2 separate regions of the Mus musculus genome follow, and region 2 is linked to region 1. A link is a contact called in public HiChIP or PLAC-seq data. All regions are on one chromosome and are shown on one strand. Each heading gives the region's core, a stretch centred on a gene start, on an enhancer-like site or on the middle of the called end of the contact. The rest is flanking DNA. Distances are from core to core; before and after follow the strand shown.

Region 1 (4,009 bases), core at 255-2,754:
TAGTGTGCTGAACCATTATAAATCAGGTTTTCACTGCAGGAGGAAGTCAGACGAAATGTTCACATTCCGGGTGCATACGAGACAACCAGAACATCACAGAAACACACTTTCTTTTTCTTCATAGGATATGGTCTCTTTCTGAGAAATCTTATTAAAGCAATTATATTTTGTATCTAATTTATTTCAGACTGCATTGGGTTTAAATCAAAAGGTAGAGGGGCTGAAAGGGTTAATGATCTGGTTTTGTTTTTTGTTTTTTTAAGGTGATAGTTCATTTAACCATGCATCTGAAAATTATGTTTTCCCTTGATACACAGATTAATCAGGCGTGAGCTAGAAGCTGAGGAGGCCAAGGAAACAAAACTAAAAATACCAAACAGTCGTTATGAGTTTGATTTTTTTTTCTTTCTTTTGGATGGGTGCAGCTTTGATAGCAAAATCTGATTATAGTTCATCTAGACTTCGTTGGGTCTGGATGCTCATCAGGGCTTGAAATCAATTTGGCACAGTGCCTTTGTCCCTGTCGGAGGTGAATCACCAGAGAAATTACAAACTAAGTGACTCACCTTCCTGCAGAGTAATGAAAAAGAGGAAGGGAGTTTCATGTAAATCAGAAACTGGTAATTCTCAAGTATCTTGCGAATTCTTAGGGCCGAGTACCGGTTTAAGTTTGAATGCGTTTTTATATTAACCTAAATGCTTCCTCTTCTATGTATGGGGAAGCTGTCAGACTCCTGCTAATCACTCCAGGCCTAAGGGAGTTCCTCACGCCATGTCATTTATAAATAGCACTTTGATACTGTTGAATGTTAAAACCACACCTTTTTTTCCCTGAAAGCGAGTAAAGAAAGTAATCGAAGCTTTCCCTCTAGTTTGCTAGGCTAAGATGCTGCTTTGGATACTGTGTTAGCTGTAATCCACAGGAGGTAGAGTATTTATCTTAACGCCGGCTCTCTAGATAGACCAGAGAGCAGCACCTACTCAGGTTTGATCAGAGTGCTTCATGGTTCTGCAGGGAACAGGGTTCTGGGTACGAGGAGGACCTCACACTCAATTTTCACCACCATTCAAATTATTTCCAGGACACAGTGTGTATAACAACAGCTTTTGTTAAGAAAGAGGTGTCAGAGTGCAAATTCCCCCTGAACTATGAATCTGTCTCCTCTGTGTGTACGTCTTTAAACTCGTACTCCTTGTCAAGGGAGCTGAGCAATATTTTCTGCAGAACCTTTTAGGAGCAGATAGACTACCTATATTCTCTGGATAGCTGAGGTCAGTCTTGTGAGGGATTTTCCCGTGTTTATCCTAAGCACACCTATATAGAGTCCTTTCCTTCCTCAGGCTGGTGATGTGACAGGCTTTCTTGGAAACTAAAATTTTTTTTTTTTTCAGACTAACTTGGTCTCCTGTAGACATTTTTTTTTTTTTTTTTTTTGAGGAACTTACACCACATTTTTTGTACTTTCCTTGCAGGAAATCGATACTTTACCAGGTGGAGATGAATCATTTGTGTTTGAGAGCGGCAGAACTTGGGACGAATCTGTCAGGCGCTCTGTAAACCAGTCACTCCTGACCCATCGCTCTCACCCACCTCCACCCCCTCCTCAGACTCACTGTAGCTATGTCATTCAGGAGGCAAGTGAAGAACTTCGTGAAAAATTACTCAGATGCCGAAAAAAAAGTCAGGGAAGCAACTTCCAATGACCCCTGGGGCCCCTCTAGCTCTCTGATGTTAGCTATCAGTGACATGACTTTCAATGCGGCCTCCCTCTCGGAGATCATGCACATGCTGTGGCAGCGACTCAGCGACCACGGGAAGAACTGGCGCCACGTGTACAAATCCCTCGCCCTGATGGACTACCTCATCAAGAACGGCTCCAGGAAAGTTATTCAGTATTGCAGAGAGGGCGTCTGTAACCTTCAAATGCTAAAGGATTTTCAACACATAGATGAAGCGGGCAAAGACCAAGGTAACAGTTTGTAAAAATTCGACAGTGTGCCTGTAAGGACAGGCGTGTATAGCAGTGTTTTAAATCTTCAACTGGAGCAAGGCGGTTCTCAATTTTTGAGTGCCTTGTGATGTAGCCTAGGCTGTCCTGAGCTTGCCCTCCAGTCCCAACCTCCCTCGCGCTAGGTTGATGTGCACCCTGTTATCACCCTGGGCTTAAAGAGTTGTCCTTAGATGTCCCAGCCACTGTTTTCCTCCGACCGCTGTGGTTCTCATTTCCGTCCTCTGATTGACTGTGGCACTTGGGAGAAGAGTGTGTTTGTTTTCAAAAGAGCACAGAACACACGCAGGTCCTGATCCAGTGACGCCTCACAGAAAAGTAAATACAGCAAATGAAGAGAGGAGACGCTGCCGTTTGTGTGTTGATGTCACTGTAATTCACGAGTATAATTAAGTCGGAATTTAGTCATAAACTAGGGAAGTGTTTCTAGGGACTCTGGAATCTCCGAAGGCTATGGAGATGAGCTCACTTAACTGAAGCACAGAAATTCAGGTCTTAAGATAATTCTGGGTGTAGAAAGGCGATGGCATAGGAAGATGGTATAGAGTATTGAAGTGGATTGGTGCCAAATTTGCAAAGAAAAGAGCCAACATTCCTTTCCTTTGTGTTAGAAATGCAAAGTTATAATTGTGCCTAAAGTGATAGGTTTTAAGTCATAAGAAGAAAATACAGTTCACTCTACTCTCCATGGTTACTGCATTTTAAAATGATAACTTTAAAGAAATGAAAAAATGAGACAAAAATAGTTTCTATGAACCCTTCTCCACCAAAACATCATCTCTCCAGTTTCTAAGATCAGTGAGGTACACTTGCTACAAGTGGCAGCCAGTGTTGACACTACTACTGATGTTCAGTTTAGTTGTATCATAGTTCTGTAGGTTTTGGAAAGACATACTGTCCTGTGTCAACCACCCAGTATAACACAGGGTCTTTCGCTTCCCCGAGGATGCCTTGTGACCTGCCCTCACCCTCTTTGCCCTGGATGCCACTGGTCTTTATAGTTTTACTTTTTCCAGATGTAAAACTTCTTTAGACTCGTTTCTTTCATTGGCAGGATACCCCACGGTTCTTCCAGATCCTTCCATAGGTTGGAAGCTTGTTTCTTTTTATCTTTCCTCTTTATGAAAAGGTTTGTTGAGATATAATGCATATACCATACAAATTGTAACATATGTGTATATATATACATATATATATATATATATATATATGTATATACACACACACACACACACACACACACACACACATGTATATTATAAAATATAGGGTCATTTATATAAAGTATGTATAATTATAAAGTTGTTTATTATAAGATGTGATATCTATATCAACACTTGCCTTTTTGTATTCACTTGTATTGAATTTTTTTTTCAATCAGAATCTCACGTGGACTTGAGTTAATAAGTAGCTGAGTTGAGTTCACCTTGAACTCCTGATCTTCCTATCCCCACCTCCCAGGTGCTGGGATTAGTGGTGTAAGCTACCATTGCCAGGCTCATATTTCCATTTGTAAGTGTGCAGTTTGGTACGTTCATCACATTTACTGTGTTGGGAAGCCACCACCACTCTTGTTTAAACCTTTTCTAAATCACTGTCAGCATTAAGCAATAGCTGCTCATTCCCATTCCACTGAACCTCTATTCTCTATCTTGATTGACTTGACTGTTAGGTGCACTCACACAGAAGTGGAATTTTCCTGTGTATTTTAAATTCCTATTAGGCTTCTTTCTCTCACCCTATAGTCCTTGAGTCTCCTCCATGTGGTATCAGAATCCCATATGTTTGAATGACTGAATGGCATTTTATTTTCTGGGCTTACAACATTTAAGCAAACCTGTTCCTCTGGGGCGGTTCTACATGTGATCCCTCATGAACAGTGCTGCAGTGAACATGGCTGTGTGTGGGTTCAGGCCTCTGCTGTCAGTGCTTTGGCTTGCTTAGTAGAATGGCTATAGTGTGCTAATGTGAGTGTCTGGCCTCTGGAGGAGCTGCTGAGC
Region 2 (4,388 bases), core at 1,594-4,093, 420 kb before region 1:
GGAAAATGGGAAGCTTACCCTGAGAATATAACTCAATGGTAGAGCTTGCCTACCATATGAGAGTCCCTAGGTTTGACTCCAAGCACTACATTAAAAGGAAAGAGTGGAAACAAGAATGAGGAAAAACATAAATATACTTGCTTTTGTTGTTTTGCAGAGCTGGTATTGAACACAGAGCCTTGTACATAGAAGGAAATTAAGCCACATCTCCAATACTTTGAATATACTTGCTGACAGGACAATACAAAACACTGTCAAAAAGAGGACTGGTGGTACGCATTTGTATCTCAGCACTTGGAAAGGAGAGGCAGGAAGATGCTGGGTTCTAGGCTTCTCAGCAAGCATTATGGGAAAGGGGGAGAAACTATGGGAGAGAGGGAAAAATGGGGTTTTAGAACTAGATAGAGTTAACTAGATGATGGCTGTGTCACAGTGTTTCTATGAAAAATCACTTAACCTCTAAACCTTATTTACACATATGTAAAACAAAATTAACCTACAGTTGACTGCCATGGTTACAGTGTTTATTAGGGAAAAGAGATTCAACAATATTACTGCAAATAGAAGCCACACTCCTGTGTCTAACTTCTCCCACCTAGCTGTCCTGTACGGATTTCCTGTCCGAGTTTGTGTTATATGCAATGACAAACAGGATCTTTATTTCTTCTGTGTACCACCCTTTGTGCTAGTCCCACTTCCTTATGACAGTCTGAGCCCATGAATGGCTGCTATGGAAAATTACTGCTGTTACCCGCTGAATAACAGGCAGAGTCTGGAGAACACGCTGATGAATCTTATGTTAAGTCACCAAATCTACAAGGTTTTGGGCTTCTGCCATATCTTCATTGAGAACAAAGAAGAAATAAGGAGAAAACACAAACAGAGAACATTTTGTCTGACTCTGAGCCAGCAGGATGCTCTTGCAGTCCCTCCAGGCACAGGAAGACAGCCCTGCAACAGCAGAGTTCTCCTCAGTCTCTTTCTCAGAACTTCCCTCACTTCCATGACATGCTACCCCAGTTCATCCGTCTGTCAATGTGACAAGTTCCCAAATTCACAAAGAAAGAGGGTGAACACATTTTTATGTGGTGGCAACTACTTGCTCACAACCTTCTTCTTGCTAGGAACTAAACAAAAGGTTTACTTTTGTCAACCAGCACTGTACCCAAGCCACATCCAGGACTCCCCACAGTCTTATTAAATTAATGTTGATCCAGGGGTCATATACACCAGCCAAAACACCTCCCCTCTACCATAGACCACACATATCTGTGGTTAAAAAGGACAGGGAGTTGGATGTGTTGACACATGCTTTAATCCCAACATCTACGAGTCAGAGAAACAGAAAGATCACTGAAGACCAGCCTAGTCTACACAGAAAGCTTCGGGCTAGCCAGGGACAAACAACACCAGCAACAATCAGGGGTGGAGCCATAGCTCTACGGTTAAGAATGAATACTGCTCTAGCAGAGAAGTCAAATTTGGTTCTCAGAACCCATAACAATCTCACCGCTGTTCTAACTCCTGGGGATCTAAAGCCATCTTCTGACCTTTGCAGGTCATGCACTCATGAACACACACACATTTAAAAAAATTAAATTTTAAAAGTTTAAAACCAATCAACCAATCAACCAAAAAACCAAGATGAGATAATGATGAAGAAGCTACATTAAGGATTTGGGGACAGCTCAGTAGTGGAGGGAGGCCCTGGGTTCCATATGGAATAATCAACAACAACAGTAGCAGCAGCAGCAGCACACACATAGGTCACGGGGAACAGAGTATGGGAAACTGATCATTAATGCTTGGAGTCAGAAGAAAGCTGGAGGCTAACAGAGGGCTTAAGGGGGAAAAGAACCAGGAACTGTGCGTGCCTGAAAACTCAGTCACCAGCACAGTCAGAAAAGCTACAAAGAAAAAAAGATGAAACTGAAAAGTAGTCCGGTTGAAGATGTGAATTTGGAGGCTTGAGAGCGCACACCTTCAGTTCGGCACTTGGAAAGCAGAAGCAGGCAGAGCTCGGAGTCTGAGGCCAGCCTGGGCTACAAACATGAATTTACCTAGAAAGATTTCTTTTAAGGAACCGGATAGACAGACAGACAGACAGACAGACAGATAATACCCACTCCCCTGTCATCTCTAAAAACTCACCACCAACACCAACAAAAACCTAAACAAAAACAAAAACAAACCCACCATAGCCCATCATAAATTTCCTATGCATCATGAGACGGGAAGACACGGCACAATCTGTCACTGACAAGGAAACTTTAAAGCATCTGTATTTCCTATTACTGCCCTATGAAAGCAGTCGGGACCCACACCTAAATCTCAGGGTAATTTCAGGACCTCTAACCGGAAGCACACGAGGCGACCCCTGCCTACACGTCCGCCTCAGTTTCCCCGCTGCTAACACTCGGCCTAGGCACTGAACCCGAGTCTTCCAGGGGAACAGCTAAGTCGGCTCTGAGGGAGAGTTGCCACCTGCCGAGACGCCCGCCGCTGCGTCAGGCGCAGTTCCTCCGGGTCGCCGGGAGCCGCCGGAGGGGGTGGGTCTGTCACTGTCACGCGCGTCCCGGGTCGCCGTGGGAGCAGCCACGCCGCGGCGGCTCGCCGCCCCCGCCTGAGGCGGCGCCTTCCCCGCCGCCTTCCCCTCAGCCCGTACCCCGCGGCCTCCACTCAAGAGGCAGGTGAGCGTCCCCCTCGCCGGCCCGGAGACTCGGAGACTCGCGCACCGCTCACCTGTCTCGCGGCCACCTCAGCACCTCGGCAGGTCAGGCTAGCAGCTGCCTCCTAGTCGGCGCGCACTGCTGCCCTTCTGCGCACGCGCGGGCCGCAGAGCCGGTGGCCGTGGGGCATGCTGGGGGCTGTAGTTTCGCGGGAAGACTGGCCCATCCCAGGTTCCAGGCGTCCTTTAGAGGTAGGTACCCCAGGCACCCGGTCTGTGATGCAAGCAACTCGTGGTTGTTTGGGAGCAGTCAGGATGGAGTCAGTGCACAAGTCCAGAAACTGGTCTTCTCTTTCAGGCTCACAGAGCTGGCTTCTAGACCAGATTAATCTAGTTTTCCATCAGTCACAGGCCCTGGGGAAAGCAGTAATTGATTGAGGTCATGACTAAGAAGGAAGCGGTGTGTGGAACCTGAGCACCTGCTTTTGAGTCACTCGTAACATTTTGCGCATCCATAAAAACCCGGAACTTACGGTTTCCGTGAGAACTCAATGTGTATGGAAAACGTTTAAACACAGCACCAAAGAACAATCCAGAAAGATGGCAGCTGACACTGTCACTGCTGGCAAGGAATCTAATCTGAACCCGCCCCCCCCCCCTCCCTCATTTCAGAAAGGCTATCAACAGCATTAAAGGGACATCTCAGCCAAATCTGAAAAGACACTGACTGCGACCAACACCGGTTTGAAGTGTTGGTTCGTACTTGTGCCCAGGTCAATGAAGCAAACTCTACAAACCGCAAGGTGGACTCAGTCATGACCTGGCCGTACAATAAACAGCTTACAAAGCACATTAGCAGGTTTTTCACATCACCCAAGCACAGGAATGGGCTGAATGCAGAATGAATGTTATTCTCATTTGTTTCAAAAATTCCTTCCCTGAGAGACTTAAATATTTACCAGATCCTTATAAGGTGCCAATGACGAATCGAAGTACGATCTCAGCAAAGTTCAACCTGGAGAGCCAATGAATCTGTTAGGCTTACTTACAGAGCATAGATGATAGATTGCATACAGGAGCATGGGTAACATGCAGCCATACTGCCGTCTTCACCCGAAATGGAATATGGCTTCCCCACAGCTCAGGAGGACATGGAGCCCCTGAAGCATATATGACCCGGCGCATCCAGAGATTTTTGAGGTCATGTGCAATTAGGGTAGAACTGCCTCCAATGGCTGTGAGGAGCAGCTGTAATCTCAAGTCTGGGGTGGGAAGGGGCAGACAGTTGCCCTCTTCAGTCCCTCCTTCTATGAGGGAACGCCAACAGTCAAAAAAGCCCCACGGTGGTGACTGCTAGCAAACAGGCACGGCTGACTTTCTGACGGAAGTGTTTAGAGAAGGACCCGGATGGAAATAACAGGAGCTAGGAAGTGGTAACATGGAATCTGTGTTGATTACCTAAGTAGTCTGTTTGTCTTTTCAGTCACAGCACCCTTTTAATTTGTGTGACTCATCCCCAGCACACACATTAAAAATTGAAAGATGCATGTGTTTTATTGTATGTGTATTAGTGCTTTGCCCACATGAGTATACATGTACCATGGTGCCTGGCGCTTGAGGAGGCTAGAACTGGAGTTACAGATGGTCCTGAGTCACCACGTGGAAGCTGGGATTGAACTCAGGTCCTCTGTTAAAGCAACAAGTGCTCTTAATCACTAAA

Evidence for each region. HiChIP or PLAC-seq counts read pairs in DNA pulled down with a chosen protein or histone mark.
Region 2: a contact with region 1 is called in a FOXA1 HiChIP or PLAC-seq map of pancreatic cancer cells. The contact joins the promoter of Sgsm3 here to the promoter of Enthd1 in region 1. A contact is called at or near these places in 4 of 39 promoter capture datasets (fetal liver, liver, pre-B cells and 1 more), 1 of 115 datasets of contacts at active chromatin or transcription factors (pancreatic cancer cells) and 2 of 9 other capture datasets (macrophages and pancreatic islet).

What each region holds. Positions count from the first base shown.
Region 1 is chr15:80,557,965-80,561,973 of GRCm38.p6, reverse strand. It overlaps Enthd1 (ENTH domain containing 1), which reads left to right and starts at 1,504. Exons shown (of 6, transcript NM_001163189.1): 1 at 1,504-1,970. The coding sequence starts at 1,622.
Region 2 is chr15:80,976,220-80,980,607 of GRCm38.p6, reverse strand. Sgsm3 (small G protein signaling modulator 3) reads right to left here and starts at 2,843. Exons shown (of 22, transcript NM_134091.2): 1 at 2,743-2,843.